2 separate regions of the Sus scrofa genome follow, and region 1 is linked to region 2. The links are chromatin contacts, called in public Hi-C maps. All regions are on one chromosome and are shown on one strand. Each heading gives the region's core, a stretch centred on a gene start, on an enhancer-like site or on the middle of the called end of the contact. The rest is flanking DNA. Distances are from core to core; before and after follow the strand shown.

Evidence for each region. A called contact is a pair of places that touch in the nucleus more often than the background predicts.
Region 1: a contact with region 2 is called in a Hi-C map of epiblast stem cells, with 4 times the contacts expected there. The contact joins the promoter of HRCT1 here to the promoter of NPR2 in region 2. A contact is called at or near these places in 2 of 47 Hi-C or Micro-C datasets (embryonic fibroblasts and epiblast stem cells).

Annotation. Positions count from the first base shown.
Region 1 is chr1:236,668,354-236,672,491 of Sscrofa11.1, forward strand. HRCT1 (histidine-rich carboxyl terminus protein 1) reads left to right here and starts at 2,065. Exons shown (of 1, transcript XM_021065921.1): 1 at 2,065-3,082. The coding sequence starts at 2,251. The coding sequence ends at 2,607.
Region 2 is chr1:236,508,026-236,512,149 of Sscrofa11.1, forward strand. NPR2 (natriuretic peptide receptor B/guanylate cyclase B (atrionatriuretic peptide receptor B)) reads left to right here and starts at 1,785. Exons shown (of 22, transcript NM_001244322.1): 1 at 1,785-2,451; 2 at 3,250-3,455. The coding sequence starts at 1,785.

The DNA of each region.
Region 1 (4,138 bases), core at 815-3,314, 160 kb after region 2:
GTGGACAGTCCCTGCTGATCTCAGACTATCACTCTGGAGTTCCCCTCCCTCCAGGAATCGTGCCATCAGGATAACACACAAAGCCCGGGAACCTTAGGCCAGTCCCCTTCCTTCTCTGGACTCAGTTTCTCCAGCTCTCAGTGAGGGTTGGGTCTGGCTGATTCCGAGAAGCCCTTTGTGTTGCCTGGAGTCTGCAGGCAGCTGGCCGGGCCCTGCCCCCTCCCGTGGCTGGTCTCCGAAGGAGGAGAAAGTTCTGTTTGCCTTCCTTCCTTAACAGGCCCTCAGGGGAGGCCGTTGGGCTCCCCGGGGGCTCTCCGGAAGCCACTGGAGGGAGTTCTCACTTGAGCATCATTAAAAGTTCAAGTGGCTTCCTTCCTCCACGCCTGGCCCCCCGGGGTGAAAGCCCCAGGGCTCATTAGACTCACTGCCCCCTGAGCCCAATTTGTTTGAAGGGAATGTTTGGCCTTTTCATCCAGTGGAGGTTTGCGCTCAGGGTTTGAGGCCTCCCTGAGAGAGCGCTTCTTGGATTGAGGTCAGAGAGGGAAGGTCCCCAGAGGTCCCCTCTTGCCCTGGCACTTGCCTCGAGGAGGAACAGGCTGCAGGGGGGGAGCTTGTCCAAGGTCACACAGAGACAGGCTGCTGCAAACATCCCTCTGGGTAGCAGGGAGAAGAGCGAGAGGAAGGGCTGGGCTGGGTGCTCCCCGTGGATGCCTCAGGCACCCCTGGTCTCCAGGATCAAGACGCAGAGCTGGGCCTCCGGGAGGCCCTGCAGTATGTTCGGAAGAGCCGTGAGAACAGCTCGACAAGCCCACAGCAGAAAAGGCTGCCCAGGGCGATAGTGAGCGCCCATCCCTGAACACGTGGGTGGGACCAGAAGAGCTTGTCTAGCTGAACAGAGGATTCAGGTCTACTGCTCAGGTCCTGCCCACTCTGTACATTCTCCCCCAGGCAGGAAGGGCAGCTTATGACCGCTGGGCAGGGAGGATGGGATGGAGCAAGGAGCCTGCCATTTATGGCCAGTTAGCTTGTTGACTGTGAGCCTGGAGGCTGAGACTGGGGCCTGGCCCTTCTGACTTCAGCGGCCTCCTGGCTGCCTCCTGCAGCCCTGGGCTGACACCCAGACTCTCTTGGCTCCCAGACCTGGCAGGACCCAGGACCCAGAGAGAGTTATTTCACCTCCTTGGCTGATAAGAATCTGTCACCAGGGCCCACCTGAGCTCCTGGAGTGGGACAGTTTGCTTGACACAGACTCTGTCCCAGAGGCCTATGTGGGCTGCCGGACAGGGTCTTCCAAGTCATCTAAAGTCCACTGTCATAGTATCAGTGGCAAACACGTGTGTCAGCAACTGGTTTAAGAAAGACAAAAAAAAAAAAAAAAAAGAAGAAGAGAAAAAGGAGTTCGCATCATGGCTCAGTTGTTAACGAATCCGACTAGCATCCATGAGGATGTGGGTTCAATCCCTGGCCTCGCTCAGTGGGTTAAGGATACGGTGTTGCCGTGAGCTGTAGTGTAGGTCTCAGATGTGGCTGGGATCCTGCGTGGCTGTGGCTGTGGCATAGGCTGGTGGCTACAGCTCCAATTCAACCCTTAGCCCGGAAATCTCCATATGCCATGAGAGTGGCCCTAAAAAGACATAAGACCAAAAAAAAAAAAAAAAAAAAAAAAAAGAAAGAAAGAAAGAAAGGAACTGGTTTAAGTGCTTTATACATCTTGACTCCTTGAATTCTCGGAAAACCTTATGAGGAGGGATACCCCTCTGAGCCATTTTACAGATGAGGAAACTGAGACACAGTGAGCTTAGGAAACCTGTGCACAGTCACAGGGCTAATGAGCAGGTGGTTCCAGAACCCATGTTCTTAACTGCTGTGTGGAACCTTTGTCCCTGAGAGAAGCAGGAACTGAGGCCCAGGGAGGGTATGGGGCTGGTCCAGTCACTCGGCCAGGCGGCACAGTTGGGGGCCCTAAACTTCTTATCTCCAGCCCCAGGGCTCTCCCCCCATGGCCCCTCCTTTCAGCTCCTCTGTCCCCACCTAGCCTTGCTGCAGGCTTCCCCAGAGCTAACAGTTGCCTGGCCTCCCCTTGGCCAGCAGCTCCAGCCCAAAGAGGCTGCGCCCACATTCCCTGGCTGCTCTCCAGCCCACAGGAGCTGAGAAAACACAGTCCAGGGACTGTGAGGACGGAGCAGAAGCCGCTGAAGGGGAAGAAGCAGCGAGAAGCCACCAGGCTCCTATCCACTGGCCAGCTCCCAGATGCTGGGCCTCCTGGGGAGCACGGCCCTCGTGGGCTTGATCGCAGGCGCCGCTGTGGCCGTGCTGCTGCTGCTGCTGCTGCTGGCCACCTGTTTGTACCGCAGACAGGAGGAGCGTGACGTGGAGAAGAACCCTCCTGCTGCAAGAAGAAACCGAGTCTGGTGGGCCCAGTCTTGGATCTCCGCAGGCCGAGGCCACCTGGGACGCTTGCATCATTTCCGTCACACTGGCCGGGCATTCCAGGCGCCCCAGGCGGGCCACCGCCACCATCACCACCACCACCACCACCACCACCACCAGGCCCACTCCCACGCCCACCGCCAAGCCCATGCCCACTCCCACCGAGGCCGCCGCTGATGCCTGCGAATGGCAGCTGCCACCTGCCTCACCGTCACCAGGACAAGTGGACTCCTGCTTTCCTGCGCAGAAGGGCACCTCTCCATGGTGAAAGCCAGGTCCTGCTTGGGTGTCATTTGCATGCTACACCCCAGTGGGCAACGATGGAGGCAGAGAGCCTAGGACCACCACCGGGGGTGCCCCTGCTCACACCGGAGGCTGATAGGCCAGAGAGCTGATAGGCTGATAGGTGGTCTCCGAGGATGGACACCGCTTCGTGACTGCAACTCCCACCTGGCACCAGGAGTGCCAGCTGCTATGTGTGCAGATGCACAGAAGGTGTACCCTACTCTCTCTGAATGTCCGGGCCTCCGTCCAGGGCAATAGCTGGAAGGGGCCCTGGCACCACCCTTTCATTTGCAGAAGGCAGTCTAAGGCTGCACGGTCAATTCAGTGCAGCCTTAATACAAGAAAATAAAAAGCACCAAGAAGCTTTTGTCAAGAGGCCCTTTATTATTGTAACTCAAGTGGGAGGGAGCCGCCAGGCCTGTGTCTGCTCTGGCCTGGACCTTCCTCTCTGGCAGGAAGTGAGTGCCTGCGCCGGCTGTGCCCTGGGGGACACGGAGCAGCTCTGCAGGGCTCCAGGACAGTAGGTGAGAGGTGGGTCTGAGCTCCAAGAAAGGAGTTAGGGTTTGTAGGCAGCCGTGCCCAGACCGGACTCTCCCTGTACCCATGGGGCTCTGGGCTTCTGTGTGACAGTCCAGGGGCTCAGAGAGAGGAGGGTCAAGGCTGCCCAGGCTCTTTCCAGCCCATCTCTAGGCAGAATGTGCCCTGGACATGCAGAAAGCCCCGCTCTGTGGGCTGTGCTGAATTCAAAGTTTCCTTGGTAAGGAGTTCCCGTCATGGCACAGGGGTTAACGAATCCGACTAGGAACCGTGAGGTTTCGGGATCGATCCCTGGCCTCGCTCAGTGGGTTAAGGATCTGGCATTGCTGTGAGCTGTGGTGTAGGTCGCAGATGTGGCTAAGATCCCATGTTGCTGTGGCTCTGGCATAAGCTACAGATCCCTAGCCTGGGAACCTCCATGTGCCGCCAGAGCAGCCCTAGAAAAAGGCAAAAAGACAAAAAAAAAAAAAAAAAAAAAAAAAAAAAGAAAAAGAAAAAAGAAACACCAAATGAAAAATGAACAAAAGAAACAAAGTTTCCATGGTAAGAAGGTCAGGGTTTCTCATCCAGGCCTTGAGTCTCCAGCCCCTCTGGTGCCTGCATGTGGCTGGTGCCAGGTGTTTAGGAGGGAGCAGGTGGTGCTGGGTGGCTTTGGGAGAGTGCTTGGCTCCTGAGTCTCAGTTTCCTCTTCCCTAAAACGGGATGGATAGATGACAGAAACTCCTTGCCAAAGCCTGGAGGCACATTCCCAAACGCCCTGGGACACGGGCGGAATTCCACATGGAGGACAGAAATCTCATTCTGAGGCCTTCAGTGAGGAAGGAAATCCTGTGTGCTGGGGAGGGACATGGAGGGGGAGAGGCCTGGGGGCCAGGCGAGGTGGGGA
Region 2 (4,124 bases), core at 535-3,034:
AACTCCCTAAGGCCCCACTGCAATCCCTCCCAGCCACCATGATATCATTCCTCACAAGCTGTTTCCCAGATCAGATCAGCCCTCCCTCCAGATATGGGGTGTCTGGGATGAGACTTCTAGGCTTGAAGCTAGGCAGCGGGGTGTAACCCAAGGGGGACACCGTGGGCTTCCGTTGCTGGGGGTATATGTTCTGCTCAGTCCCTGAGCTTTTATCAGGTGCGAGCTGGGGCTCTGCAGGGAGGCAAAAGACAGAAGAGGACGTTCTGGGGTCCAGCCCTGGAGCAGATGGTGCAGTGGGAGCCCAGAGGGCTACAGTGGCCTCTGAGGACCTGGCAGGGCTCAGAGGATGCTGGGGCTGGGGGTTGGGGACAGGAAGAGGGAGACTGGAGGGTTGGGTCCTGTGGAAGAAGGAGGCTCACAGACTTCGAAAGGACTCAGGAAAAATCTGCCCTGGTCCTGGAGGGGGCTGCCTTCCAGGGAGCAGTCTTACTGGTGAAGGAGGGAGAAGTTCCCGGCAATGAGGAGGGTGGTATGGTTTCCTAGGTGGAGGCCAAATGAGGATACCAAATATGTGGGTCCTGACTGCTTCCTGGAGACTGTGGAGTGTTGGAGGGACTCAGGCAAGTTAAGAAAGGAGACCCTAAGAAGAGTGGGAGACGCGAGGGGCTGGGACGAGTGACTCTGGGCTGGTGGGAGGGTGAGAGATGGAGAGCCGAGCGGGGTGGGCCAGGGGCTTGGGGGAGACTGGGGTAGGCCTTGTAGTGAGGGGACGCCCGGAACCTCGCCGGCCTGAGAGGCCCTCGCGCGGAGCCCCCCGACTTGTCACCGGGTGGGCTTGGGATCTGGGACGTCCCCGGTCCCCCGGGTGGAGGGTGGGGGGAGACAGCAGGCGCCGGAGGGTGGGGCCGGGAGGGAGGAGGAGGGGCCGCGGGGAGGGGGCGGGGAAGGCGGGCGGCCTGCCCCGGGAGTCACATTCGGCCGCCGCCGGCGCAGCGAGCGGAGACGGCGGGGCCGCGGCGACCTGACCTGGACGAGCGGCGCGCCCGGGGGCCCAGGCGGGGGCGGGAGGAAGCGCCGGGCTGCGCCGGCCGCCCGGGCCCAGGAGAAGCGGAGCAGAGAGGAGCTGGGACACGGGCGGGGCCGCCGCAGCTCCGGATGGGACCAGCGCCCTGGGCCCGTTAGTCCAAGCAGGAGCTTCAGGAGAAGCCTTCACAGGGAGATTTACCCCTGCCTTTCCCTCCCCTCCGGCCCAGGCCTCGCTTCGCTCCCCGCCTGCCCATGGTCCCAGTCCTTCCGCGGCGCTGGCCCCCTCCCACCTTGTCCCCTCGGTCCTCCTTTTCGCAGCTCTCTGCTCCCCTAGCCCCTTCAGCTGTGGGGTCCCCCCAGGCCTTCTCTTTGTACCAGTCTCCCCCCCACCCCCACCCCCACCCCATCCCAGTCTCCGATCCCCTTTTCCTTCTCAGCTTTGGATTCATCAGCCGACTTCACCTCCCACCATTCCCATCCCAGTCGCAGGCCCCCTTGGTCCCTCCCTCCTCCTGCCACCCTACTCCTAGTCCTCCCCTGTCCATGCCCTAGGTTGGTGGACCCGCTCAGTCCCTGGGGTTCCTCCCATCTCCTCCTCCTCTCCCATCCCTGCCACTTTCTGTATCCCAGCCTACCTGGCTTATCCTCGCTTCTCTTCCTGGTAGTCTTTAGGTTCCAGGCTGGGTGGTGCTTGTGCCTCCTCCGTAGGCCAGAGTGGCCCCAGGTTCTGGGGGTGGTGGGGCTGCCGCTTTCTCCCCATGGCACTGCCATCACTCCTGCTGTTGGTGGCAGCCCTGGCAGGTGGGGTGCGTCCTCCCGGGCCACGGAACCTGACGCTGGCGGTGGTGCTGCCAGAACACAACCTGAGCTATGCCTGGGCCTGGCCACGGGTGGGTCCTGCTGTGGCACTAGCTGTGGAGGCGCTGGGCCGGGCTCTGCCCGTGGACCTACGGTTTGTCAGCTCTGAACTAGATGGCGCCTGCTCTGAGTACCTGGCACCGCTGCGCGCTGTGGACCTCAAGCTGTACCATGACCCCGACCTTCTGTTGGGCCCCGGTTGCGTGTACCCCGCTGCCTCTGTGGCCCGCTTTGCCTCACACTGGCGCCTTCCCCTGCTGACTGCGGGTGCTGTGGCCTCTGGTTTTTCGGCTAAGAATGAGCATTACCGTACCCTGGTGCGCACTGGCCCCTCTGCTCCCAAGCTGGGTGAGTTTGTAGTGATGCTACACGGGCACTTCAATTGGACTGCCCGTGCTGCCTTGCTGTATCTGGATGCTCGCACAGATGACCGGCCTCACTACTTCACCATCGAGGGCGTCTTTGAGGCCCTGCAGGGCAGCAACCTCAGTGTGCAGCACCAGGTGTATGCCCGTGAGCCAGGGGGCCCTGAGCAGGCCACCCACTTCATCCGGGCCAACGGGCGCAGTGAGTGTGGCCCAGGCTATTTCAGGGTTAGGGGAGGAGGGTCGCTGTGTCCCTGGAGCTCAGCGCTGGGAGACAGGCTTCGAGGAGCTGAATGTGGTGGTCGGGATCAGGAAGCACATGTGGACTGAATCCCTGGGCGAGGGCTAGGGGCTTGTGGACATCTCAGGCAGATGTGAACAAGGGATAAGATAGCATGAGGGGTGAAGCTTGTGTTGGGGAGATCGTGGGATTGGGGGGGGTTGAATTTGAGGAGCAATCTAGAGGGTCCTGGAGTCATGAATGTGGCTGATGGTCACTCCAAAATGTGTGCCTGTCTGGGCAGAGACTTCTCAGACTGGGCCACTAAGCCCTCTTGGTGGCACAGAAAGAGTGGGGACTCCATGAATGGGCTTTGGGGTGCCGCAGATTTGGCTGGGAAATATGGTAACGCTCATGTGGAGAGAAATTCTGAGCCGTCAGTGCCTTTGAGCTTAGAGAAGGGCAGGGCAGAGTGGGGAGCGAGGAGGGCTGGGTGGGGAGCAGCAGGCAGGGCTCGGGGAAGGGGAGGGGCTTGAGGGTGAGCTCCCTTCCTCTGGGGTCTGGAGTCCGACTCTGACTTTTGCCAGATGGTCCATACAGCCCCCAGGGTACTTAAGACAGAATCTCCAAGGGGGAGGGATGGGGAACATCTGCTGGGTGGTTGATAGTTAGGGCTTCTGTTCCTTGCTAAAGATGGAAACGCAGATGGTCAGAGAGGGGGCGGTTCAGGGTCCTGGATACTTTTCTCAGAGCGCCCCTCTGTCATGTACCTGCTCCCAGTTGTGTATATCTGCGGCCCTCTGGAGATGCTGCATGAGATCCTGCTTCAGGCCCAGAGGGAGAACCTGACCAACGGGGATTATGTCTTCTTTTACCTGGACGTCTTTGGGGAGAGTCTTCGTGCAGGCCCTACGCGCTCCACAGGCCGGCCCTGGCAGGACAATCACACCCGGGAACAGGCACAGGCCCTCAGAGAAGCTTTTCAGGTATCATTTGAGCCACGCTTGAAGGGGCGGAGGGAGAGGAGCTTCTTTGGGGATTATCTGTCTCTCACAGGCCCTCAGAGAAGCTTTTCAGGTATCATTTGAGCCACGCTTGAAGGGGCGGGGGGAGAGGAGCTTCTTTGGGGATTATCTGTCTCTCACAAGACCCCACAGAAACAATAAGGAAGGAATTGTGAGCTAAACAAACTGAGACTTTCCAAGTCTAGACTCAGATTCTTTTTACTTCCACACCTTTGTGCCTCTTTCTCAGTGTGTCTGCCAAGGCTGCCTCCCAAGATCCCGAAACACTGACTTTGCTCAGTAGCGGTAGTAGATATACTGTGGGAGAGAAAAGTTCAGAAGAATATCTAGTCCCAGCCCCTGGGAGGGCTTCCACCCTTTCTGGAGAGGCCAGGCATGATTGCATTACAGTTGGATGCAAGTATGAGAAAGGTTGTGATTATGTGTCCTGGAGCAGACCCTAAGAACCTCAGTGGTTCAGAGGAGAGAGTCAGGGTGGACTGAGTTTAAGGAAGGCTTTTATCAAGGAAGTGAGAGGAGTTCCCGTCGTGGCTCAGCAGTTAGGGAACCCGACTAGCATCCATGAGGACTCAGGTTCGATCCTCGGCCTCGCTCAGTGGGTTAAGGATCCAGCATTGCCATGAGCTGCGG